Regions from separate parts of the Mus musculus genome. Here region 2 is linked to region 1. A link is a contact called in public HiChIP or PLAC-seq data. All regions are on one chromosome and are shown on one strand. The core of a region is the stretch at or near the end of the contact, and the rest is flanking DNA. Distances in the headings are between cores, read along the strand shown. Region 1 holds the start of Micu3 (mitochondrial calcium uptake family, member 3). Region 2 holds the start of Asah1 (N-acylsphingosine amidohydrolase 1).

Region 1 (4,865 bases), core at 1,870-4,369:
TTACATATTACATACTCATGTAATATATATAATACATGTTATATACATTATATATGTGTTATATATTACATATACTATACATGTGTGTCATATATATGTAGGTAAAAATACCATGTGATGCATAAATACCTAAATGCAATAAAGTATAGGGCTAATATAATTATTTTAATGATTTCAATTGTCCTTTTTAACCTTTAGGTAGAATATCTTCACTTCTTTAAAGTTATTAAAGATAAATTACAGAGTTTCCAAGAGGATAGCTATTTTTCTTTAAGACAGTCCCACCTTGGTTGATGTTGGTTATCAACTTGATAGGACCCCAAACTACCTAGGGGGACAAATCTCTGAGCATGTTTCCCAGGGAGTTTCTTGACTGGATCAGGTATGTTGGCAAAGATCCAGCCCAACTGTGGGTGACACACTGGACTGGACTGCAAACAGCCTTCAAACAGTGATCTGAGCACGAACATGCATCTCTCTGTGCATCCTGACTGTGGATGCCAGGTGCATCCTGACTGTGGGTGCCAGGTGACCAGCGCCTCACACGCCTGCAGTCATGGCGGCTATCCCCTGATACTGTGAGTCAAGATAAAACTCTCCTCCCTTCAACTGTTCCTGTCAGGTACTATTCATGGCAACTATGATACAGCTAATACAAATCCCAAATCTGCAGGATCTGGAAGAAAAATGTTTCTTCCTCTAGGTTATATACCAAACCTAGACTTCTACAAGTGAACATGTCTTTTTGTAGACATGCTGAAGCCTGGTTATAATGCCCAGTGGATGCATTTTAAAAAGACACAAATTAGCATTAGGATGTCAGGCTTAAATTCAGACCCTCTTTCCAGAGAAGAAAAAGAGGAAAGAAATAGTTTAACAGTCTATGAACCTTTTTGACATGAATTTCCACAATGAAAGGTCTTTTGTCATGAAAGCACCTAGTACAAGCATAAAAAAATGTTCAAGCCAAAGCTCATTATCGTGAAAATTCCAATATCCGGATAATAACAGGACAATAACACGGTTTACACAAGGAAAAACTATCACATGCAAAAGGTATGACAACTATAATGTTGAAGCAGAGACTGGGATGGAAAAGACATGGGATGTTAGTATCAGTTTATTTCTAAAACACCACATGGAAAATTGTATGCAGATGAAACAATACTAATGTAAGTAAATACTAATAGACAATAAAGGACCTAGGGAGGCTAGTCTGGCTGTGATAGACCACTATGCAGCATGCATGATGTCCTGGACTTGGCCACTAGTAACATAAAAAGAAACAAAACCACAAAATAAATGAATAAAGGCAAAGCGGACAAATGTTTACTACGCAGGAGGTGGTCCATTCTGTTCCAGATCTATTAACTTAGTTAACGCCCACAGTGTTGTTGAGTCAGAGTCTAGCTTTCAGAGCACTCATGGAACCACGTGATCCAGTTTCTCCAATTTAAAGGTAACGTTCATTTTTAAAAGGGAGGAAAGAAAACACTATTTGCATGTTCCCTACCTCATTAATCTGTTTCCAGACCAACTCCAGTTGACTAAAAGTTCTCACGTGGTCAAAAGACAAATGTCATGCTACTCTCCTAAGCCACAAAATAGCATGTCTGTATGTGTGGGGTTGAAGGCTGACAGTGTTTGCTAGTACTTGATTATTTATTTGTATAAAAGTACTTTACACAGCGTGCGTGTCATTTATCACTAAGCAAAGGTGGATAGCAGAGATCCCCTAACCTAAATGCACTGCCAACCTGGATCCAAAACATACACAAGAAGCTGGGTACTTGTACATGGCCACTACAGACCTACATACAGGAGAAAAAAAATACAAAATTTCATTAAGGTTAAAAGGGGCACTATTTCACCCAATCTTGTCATATCCTTTTAGTCTTGATGTAGAAATATTCCCTAGGCTAATTCTTGAAGTCATTTACATGACAATTAAACAGAGAACAGTGTGTGTTGGAGTGGAGTGGGGGGGGTAGGGGGACACAGGACACATCCCTTACTCTTCTTGCCTTAACAGTCTTTACCTTATATCAGAACTACATTGTAGCTCAACGTTTTTATATGATACTTCTGCAGTTAGCTTCACTCATAGTTTCCCACCTTTCATGACCTCTCTTCCTGTTTGTTCTAACCTATCATGTCAGGGATTCTGGGTTTATTGAGAGAAAGAGAAAGAGAGGTGTACTACTTTTGAGTAACGTTTCCCTTCCCAGTATAGCAACACCTCTCTTGGGACTGCTGTACACTAATTGGCAGACTCCAATATCTAAAGAAGCCTTCAGAATGCATCCAGCACTCGCTTCCAGGAATATTTGCTCTTGCTGTCTCTCACTCATCACTTACTTCTTCGTGTTTATGCCTGTCAAGTCCTTTAGTTGTGACACTGTGTGTCGTGGGGTGGGGTGTCTGGTTTGTATTTGGTTGCTCGACGGTAGCTGCAGCAACCAGAACGGTGCTGAGGCATGAGTGACAGCATCATCTTCATCTCTCCCAGAGCATCCTAGTGCACAGAGACGTGCCTGGCGTGGATCTACGCTGCTCACTGGAGGTTCCTCACTCTCTGTTACAGGAGCTCGCAGTGCTTCCACAACCTCCACTGTCAAGTGTCAGTCAAGTGTCACCGCGACCCCCAAGCCCTCCCTGGGCAGGTGGCACACCTGGCAGTCCAGCCCTCTGGCGTCACCTGCGCGGTGCGCGCACGCGCTCAGGCACTTACCGTCTCCTTGGCAGCAGCCACCGGGATGGGCAGCAGCCCCCTGCCGCGGGGCGGGTCCTCGAGTTCCGGGGCCGCTAGCTCCGAGGGGTCGGCTCTGGGGTCCCCATACAGCTGGTAGCACACAAGGCCGACCAGCCCCCCGCCAGCCGCCGCCGCGATGCTCAGCTCGCCCCAGCGTCGCCGCCGCCACGCCGCCTCCGCGACGGCCCCCTCGTCCTCCTCCCGGCAGGAGAAGGGCCGGCCCGACATCCCGGGAGCCGTCCCCGCAGGCCGCCCCCACGGTGAGAGGAAGGGCTGCTGAGGGGCGAGCGCCGGCGACAGCCGAGGCGGCGGCCACAGGAACCTCCGCAGCGCAGCCATAGCGGGAGCTGCGGGCCGGGCCGAGCCGAGCCGAGGGGACGGAGGGGGGCGGGAGGGGCGGGCCGAAATCTCGCGAGAAGTCGGCGCGGTGCTGGAGCTCGGAGCGGACCCGCGGTCCTCCGTAGCCCGGGCGGTGCTTCCCCGAGAGTCGCCGTGGGATGCAGCGCACGGGCGAGAGAAGCTCCAAAGCTTCCCAAGTCCAGGCTGTTCTCCTTCCTGCTTCCTCAGCCCAGCCACGCCGTGGTAGAGGACGGCGCCCGTAACCACGGCTGTGGGCAAGGGACCCCCAACCCTGGGGAACCGCTGGGAGGCGGAACTCCAGGAGCCGAGCTGCGGGGTGACCCGGCGCCCCTCCAAGACAGGCCGCGCTGCTCTGGGTGCCCTGCTCGGTGCCGAATTCTCTGATGCTCCGAGCGCTTTGTGGTTGCGTGCAGACCGTTGCTTCAATCATAAAGTCTGCAGTTCTGAATGAATATTTTTGGACTCCATAAGGCTGGCTTCTGGACTTTGGGCAAGGACAGGCTAATGATTTATAGTTAGTGTTAATATTTTTTAGGAACTACTAGTATGTGTATGTGACATTACTCAGTTCAATAAAACCGTCAAATATGTGAAACAACGGGTTTTCATCATTCTTATGACTCAATTGTGTGTGTGGGTGACTGATGGTATAAATGTAACTGAGAAGTGCAGTGTGCCCTCTTTTATGCACGTTATACAGTGTGTGTGTGTGTGTGTGTGTGTGTGTGTGTGTGTGTGTGTACACGTTGCCAGCATCAGCTTTACTGACTGAGTTATGCCTGCATTGCTCTTTGTGTGGAACGGTGCCAGGAACCCCTGAAAAGTTTCAGATCTAGAAGGATAGTCAGCAACATCCAAGTTTAATTGCTTGGTTTTCTGGCCTATATCCTACTATGTCTGTCCCTCACCCCTTATCTTCAAGTAACCCATTATATATGCTGTGTTACGTTTTGCTTTAATAGAGATTAATACAGTTTTACTTCCTTAAAGCTCCTAAAAATGGTAAAAAAGATATCTGTGACATATAAGGACAGTATCTATTTTAGGTTATCTGTTTTCCACTGAAGCCTGTTAATTCCACTAGCATGACTTATGGCAGCTCCATACTTTCCCAGGAATTTTTTTTTTGTCGTCTCTGATTTCAAACATTTTTAGGCATTTAGTTCCCTAAGGTATGCATGTATAAGTGTGTGTGTGTGTGTGTGTGTGTGTGTGTGTGTGTGTGTGTGTGTGTGTGTGTGTGGCGATGTGTGTGTACCATAGGTCCTCTAAACTTGTCTTTGACCTGAGCACAATTTCCTGGTATTTTTATAATATTCCAACATGGACTATTACCAGAAATCTTGGACAGACTAGATTTTTATTCATGGCACTTAAAAAGCTAAGAAGCTATAAAGAGAAATAGGAAAGTAATACATACTGTCATTACAATGGTATGTATATGACATATGCACATAGTTATTTTTTTCAATCATAATTTATAGGCCATATTTCTATTTTCTCTGGGGAGAAGCCAAATTCAGCTGTAAGAAGTACAGAGTTCTACAGAGTATTCAAATGTAGATTAAAATGTCTCATGCGCAGAAATTATTGAACTTTCCGTACTTTCTTTCTTTGAAACCCAAACTCTGTTAAGAATAATCATTGTTTTCTCCCCAAGTTATCTGCTCTGTGGCAGTTGCTACAGAAAAATAGCCAAATTGCTATGCTATCTGGAAATTTTTTAAGTTTAATTCCCAAAGTGATTTTAAAA
Region 2 (4,848 bases), core at 308-2,807, 1.1 Mb before region 1:
CCCCCAACATTTACAGCTTTTGCTTGCTATTTTACAGATGAACCTCACATGCCTGGTGTTTGCTATTTCCCATCTAGTAAGTTTCATAAGGGAAGAACTTTGTGCCTTTTTGTTGCTTCCTCAAACTCTGCATCAGAGACCTGATATATTCTGTTTTGTTTTATTTTGGAGATGAAATCTTGCTATCTTGTCTAGGCAGGTTTGAAACGCCAGAGTCAGTGACTGAAGACAGCTTTCTGCCTCAGGTTGCTGTCTAAAACAGTCCTCAGTGTCCCCCTTCAAAAAGTAAGTATTTTCCAATCTTGCTTACCTAAGTAAGATTTCTTTTTTTGTTTGTTTGTTTTTTTTTGTTTTGTTTTGTTGTTGTTGTTGTTGTTTTTTTTTTTTTTTTGAGACAGGGTTTCTCTGTATAGTCTTGGCTGTCCTGGAACTCAATTTGTAGACCAGGCTGGCCTTGAACTCAGAAATCCGCCTGTCTCTGCCTCCCAAGTGCTGAGATTAAAGGCACGCGCCACCACCGCCCGGCCCTCTAAGTGTTTCTTAATCCTGTGTTGTGTATCAACATCTAAACTTCCTCAAAAACAAACAAACAAAAAACAAACAAACAAAAGCCAACTTATTTATCATTTGCCTCCAAATTTAGGTGTTTTTTACACCAAAAAGGAAAAATACTCGGATCCCCAGCACAGGAGTCGGGGGTGAGAATTAAAATAGGATTTTAATGGTCCTGAGTGAGTTTTATAGAAGCATTTTTTTAAAAGCCTCCAAACTTCTTGAGATGCCTGTCGTCGAAGCAGAAAATGTAAATCTAGAGGCATTTTTTTCCTGTTGGATTCTAGATAACTCATCCTATTATGGAGAGCCTTGTCCAAGGTAAAAGCCAAGCAAGTATTTCACTTTTATCTGCTTTTCAAAGTAGACTATGAAGTACCAAGTACCTGTCCTAGGTTTAGGTCCGCTGGACCAACTGGCTTCTCACGAGCTAAAGGAAAACAGGAGTTGAGTAACGCGGCGACAAATACATCGATGAAGGTCCCACCCCTTCAACCTCTCCAACCCCGGACATAACAGCAAGAAACTAAAATCTAAATCCTAGGATTTAGCAGTGCCTTAAGTACCTAGAGTACCCGAGAGATGAAACTTCTGACCCTGACACTTGTCCTCTCTGGTTGTGATCCCTCGGGCAGGATGGATGGATTGAGTGACTCACTTGGAGCCAGCCTTCCCCAGAAGGCAAACTAGGTCTGACGCTATGCTCTGAAACTCTGTCCCTTTGGTGGGCTCAGGAACCGCGACGCCTAGGAGCCAACCTCTCCCGAGTCAGTCGGCGTCCGCCCTCAGAAATCCTCCAGCACCAGCGTCTTGCCCCGGCCCCCGCGCTCCAAACGAGTGAAGGCCAGAGGAAAACTGGAAGTCCCGCCCCGGGGTGCGGCTAAGGCTGGACGAAACCACTGCGTGGCGTGCTGGGGGCGCAGCCCCTCTCGGCCCTGTGCGCGGACTCCGCTCTAGGGACTCGGCCCGGCGCCTCTATCTCTGGCGTGTCCCCTGCCGTGCATGGTGTGGCCCAGGGTCGCTGATCACGCGTTGGGGTGCGGCCTGCTGCTGGTGGAGGTGGTCCCTGCTGCAGCTGCTGCTAGAGTCCCTCGGAGCGGCGCTTGCAGCTGGGAAGATGCGGGGCCAAAGTCTTCTCACCTGGGTCCTAGCCGCGGCAGTCACCTGCGCCCAGGCACAGGATGTGCCGCCGGTGGGTGAGCTCCAGCCGAGGCACAGATGGGGGTGCAGGCGCGGGCTCAGGGGGAGGTGGGCGCAGCTGTGGCGGGGCGGGTGAGGGACACCTGCTCGCGGTCTGTATCTTCCGTGAGGCGTCGGGGGAACTCTGGTTCGGTCCCGCGGAGTATGGGTGCAAATGTGGCTTGTGAACCCCGGGCTAAGTGGCTTTGCTGCTGTATGGACCGAGTACACATTTTAGGGAAGTTCTAACTTTCAAGAACAACTGTGTAGGATTCACGCATTCTCCAATCTTATATTTGAGATTACCAGCTACTGTAGGCGGAACTCTCCAGAGAAAAAGCTAACGATTGACTGGTGGCCGTAGTATTTTCTGCCTGGTTACCTAGTGCTTTTTCCTGAAGAAACCATCGCAGGAAGCTATGGGTCACATGCAGTCTTAGCCCAGATGATGGGAACCCACCCCCACCCCGCCCCCCTAAGAAGGCTGTACTGGCTGTGGCCTTCACGCCCAGGCATGGAATGTCTGTCTGTACCGTGGTGCTGCTCGACCAAGTCACAATGCCACAGACTTTATATATCCGCAAGAGACTGTGAGGAACTAACATGATTCTTGTATTTACTAGAAGAGGAAGTATAGCCCTGGAGTGAAAAATGTAGCCAGAGGTCACATCGTTGTTCCCAGAAACATTTCTAAGTTCAGCCTCTAGGTCAAAGCCCGACAGCGACATTTCATAGATCGATTCTATAAAGGCTATAGAATTGAAGACTGTTTTGTTGCCAGATTTGATAACTAGGAACCTGGATGCACCTTACCTGTGCCAGATGACAAGAATTTTGAAAAGAGGCAAGACATTGGAAATGGGAGCAGCAGGAGTTCTTTTAATTTTATTCCTAGAAGGAGAAATGCTTTTTTGAATTTGAGAGAGAGAGAGAGAGAGAGAAAATTAGCCAGCCACTAGAATAGATACTTAGTAGATAAAAGTAGAATGCACATCAGGGCAGAGGGTGGCACACGCCTTTAAATCCCAGCACTTGGGAGATAGAGGTAGGCGAATGTTCTAGGACAACAATGGACACAGAGAAACCTTGTCTGAAAAACACCACACAACACAAAGTAGAATGCAGAATGGTATACAGAGTAATTTCAGTGACCAAAACCCACATAGTATGTACAAAAGATTGAAGGAAGAGCAAAACGTTTGCTCTAGTGTAGATAAAGAATTGATTTACCAAACTTGGTTGGGATTGTAAGAATTGTTGAAGAATTAAGTATTTTGATAGCTTGTGCCTTTTTGCCCAAAGATTACCAAAGGACACATAATGGTTGAGCAAACTAGGTCTAGTGTTTGATGTGAGGGACTGATATAGACCTTTTCAACCGTGGGTTAAGTAACAACAAATTCTAAACAAAATACTTGGAGAATTTGAGTGTAACCCAGGATTTGTTGTAGAGAGTAGAAGCAGAGCATCCTTTGATTTAGCAAGAGATGCTGTTCTGAGTTACACAGTGTGTAACTCTTTATCAGTGTGTAGACACAATCATGATACAAGCTTGCTTTGTCTCACTTTGTCTCTGCGGTACTTAATTCCTCTTTGTGTCCAAGAGCAGAACACAAGTCCATGGGGTCCTATAGGCCTGTAAGGTGTTAATGTGCAGCTATGAACTCAGAGCAGTTTCATGTCCTTAGAGCTGTTATTTTTGTGTTTGTTTGCTTTTATTCTTTCTTAATACTTTGTTTTTAAATGAAGATATCTTGTTGTTTGTTTCTTTATCTGGTTTTGGTTTTTTTTTGGGAGGGTTGTTTGTTTGGTTTTGGTTTTTGTTTTTGTTTTTTTTCCCCCAGTGCTAGAGTGCTCACCCAGGACCTTACACATACTGGGCAAAAGGTCTTTTTTTTTTTTTTTTCTTTTCTGATTTTTTTTCAAGACAGGGTTTCTCTGTGTAGCCCTGGCTGTCCTAGAACTCACTCTGTAGACTAGGCTGGCCTCAAACTCAGAAATCCGCCTGCCTCTGCCTCCCAAGTGCTGAGATTAAAGGCGTGCAACACCACTGCTTGGCTGGCAAACGGTTCTTATAGTTATATCACTAGCCCAAGCAAAATATTTCATTGTTTTCAAAATATGAAAAATTAATAACCCTTCAATTGATTTAATGATTTTTTACTCGGAACAGTGGATATCAAAATCTAGTCGGTCTACTGATAATCTGATTGGAAAAGTGTTTGCACAGGTCTTAACTGAAATGAGAAAAAAATAAGAGTTAAACAAAAATAGTAACTTTCCTTATATTTTGGTTTTATGGCCATTTTATTGTTATTGAGCTTTTCTCTCATTAAAATGACAAAGTCAGGTGTTACATGGAGAGGATTTATTTTGTTTTAAAATCTTCACTTACAAAATAAAAATTGGGACCCTTTTTGAGTGGAGGCACTGTTAAAATTTTCACTCTCTTGAAGATATTGGGACCCAGTTTTCTTTTTTTTTTTTTTTTTTTTTTCGAGACAGGGTTTCTCTGTGCAGCCCTGGCTGTCCTGGACCTCACTTTGTAGACCAGGCTGGCCTCGAACTCAGAAATCCGCCTGCCTCTGCCTCCCGAGTGCTGGGATTAAAGGCTTGTGCCACCACACCCGGCATGGGACCCAGTTTTCAAAAGGCCCTTTAAGAGCTGCCTGGAAGCCTGGGGACCTTGTTTTCTGACAGAATGGAAGACAGTTATTTTGGGGGGTTTTGTTGACTTGTTTGTTTGATTGTTTTTTGGTTTTTTTTTTTTAGTTTGAATCATTATATGAATAATAAACTAAACTTTTTATTGTAGTGTAGCCTGTGGTAACCAAATATATTTCAAAATGACCTTTGATAGGTGTGGATAAGGACAAGCTTCAAATGACAAATGAGTTATTTCGTTTGGAACATTGACTGAGCGTTTTAGTTTTATGTTGGAGGCTTTTTTCAGTATAAGTAATTGAAGGTGATCTTAAGTTATTCTTCACTATTCCATCTATGAAGAGTTCATTAAGATATATTGTGCAGAGAAAAGTAGCTAGTAGAGAAAAATCCAGAAAATGAGCCGGGATATTGATAGTCTAGGCATAATGGTAATCTTTGAAGCCACTGGAG

What was found. HiChIP or PLAC-seq counts read pairs in DNA pulled down with a chosen protein or histone mark.
Region 2: a contact with region 1 is called in an H3K4me3 HiChIP or PLAC-seq map of embryonic stem cells, with 6 times the contacts expected there. The contact joins the promoter of Asah1 here to the promoter of Micu3 in region 1. A contact is called at or near these places in 1 of 39 promoter capture datasets (liver), 1 of 115 datasets of contacts at active chromatin or transcription factors (embryonic stem cells) and 2 of 9 other capture datasets (adipose tissue and pancreatic islet).

What each region holds. Positions count from the first base shown.
Region 1 is chr8:40,306,277-40,311,141 of GRCm38.p6, reverse strand. It overlaps Micu3 (mitochondrial calcium uptake family, member 3), which reads right to left and starts at 3,119. Exons shown (of 15, transcript NM_030110.2): 1 at 2,732-3,119. The coding sequence starts at 3,091. It overlaps Mir7666 (microRNA 7666), which reads left to right and starts at 3,213; the gene lies at 3,213-3,267.
Region 2 is chr8:41,371,406-41,376,253 of GRCm38.p6, reverse strand. It overlaps Asah1 (N-acylsphingosine amidohydrolase 1), which reads left to right and starts at 1,557. Exons shown (of 14, transcript NM_019734.3): 1 at 1,557-1,744. The coding sequence starts at 1,670.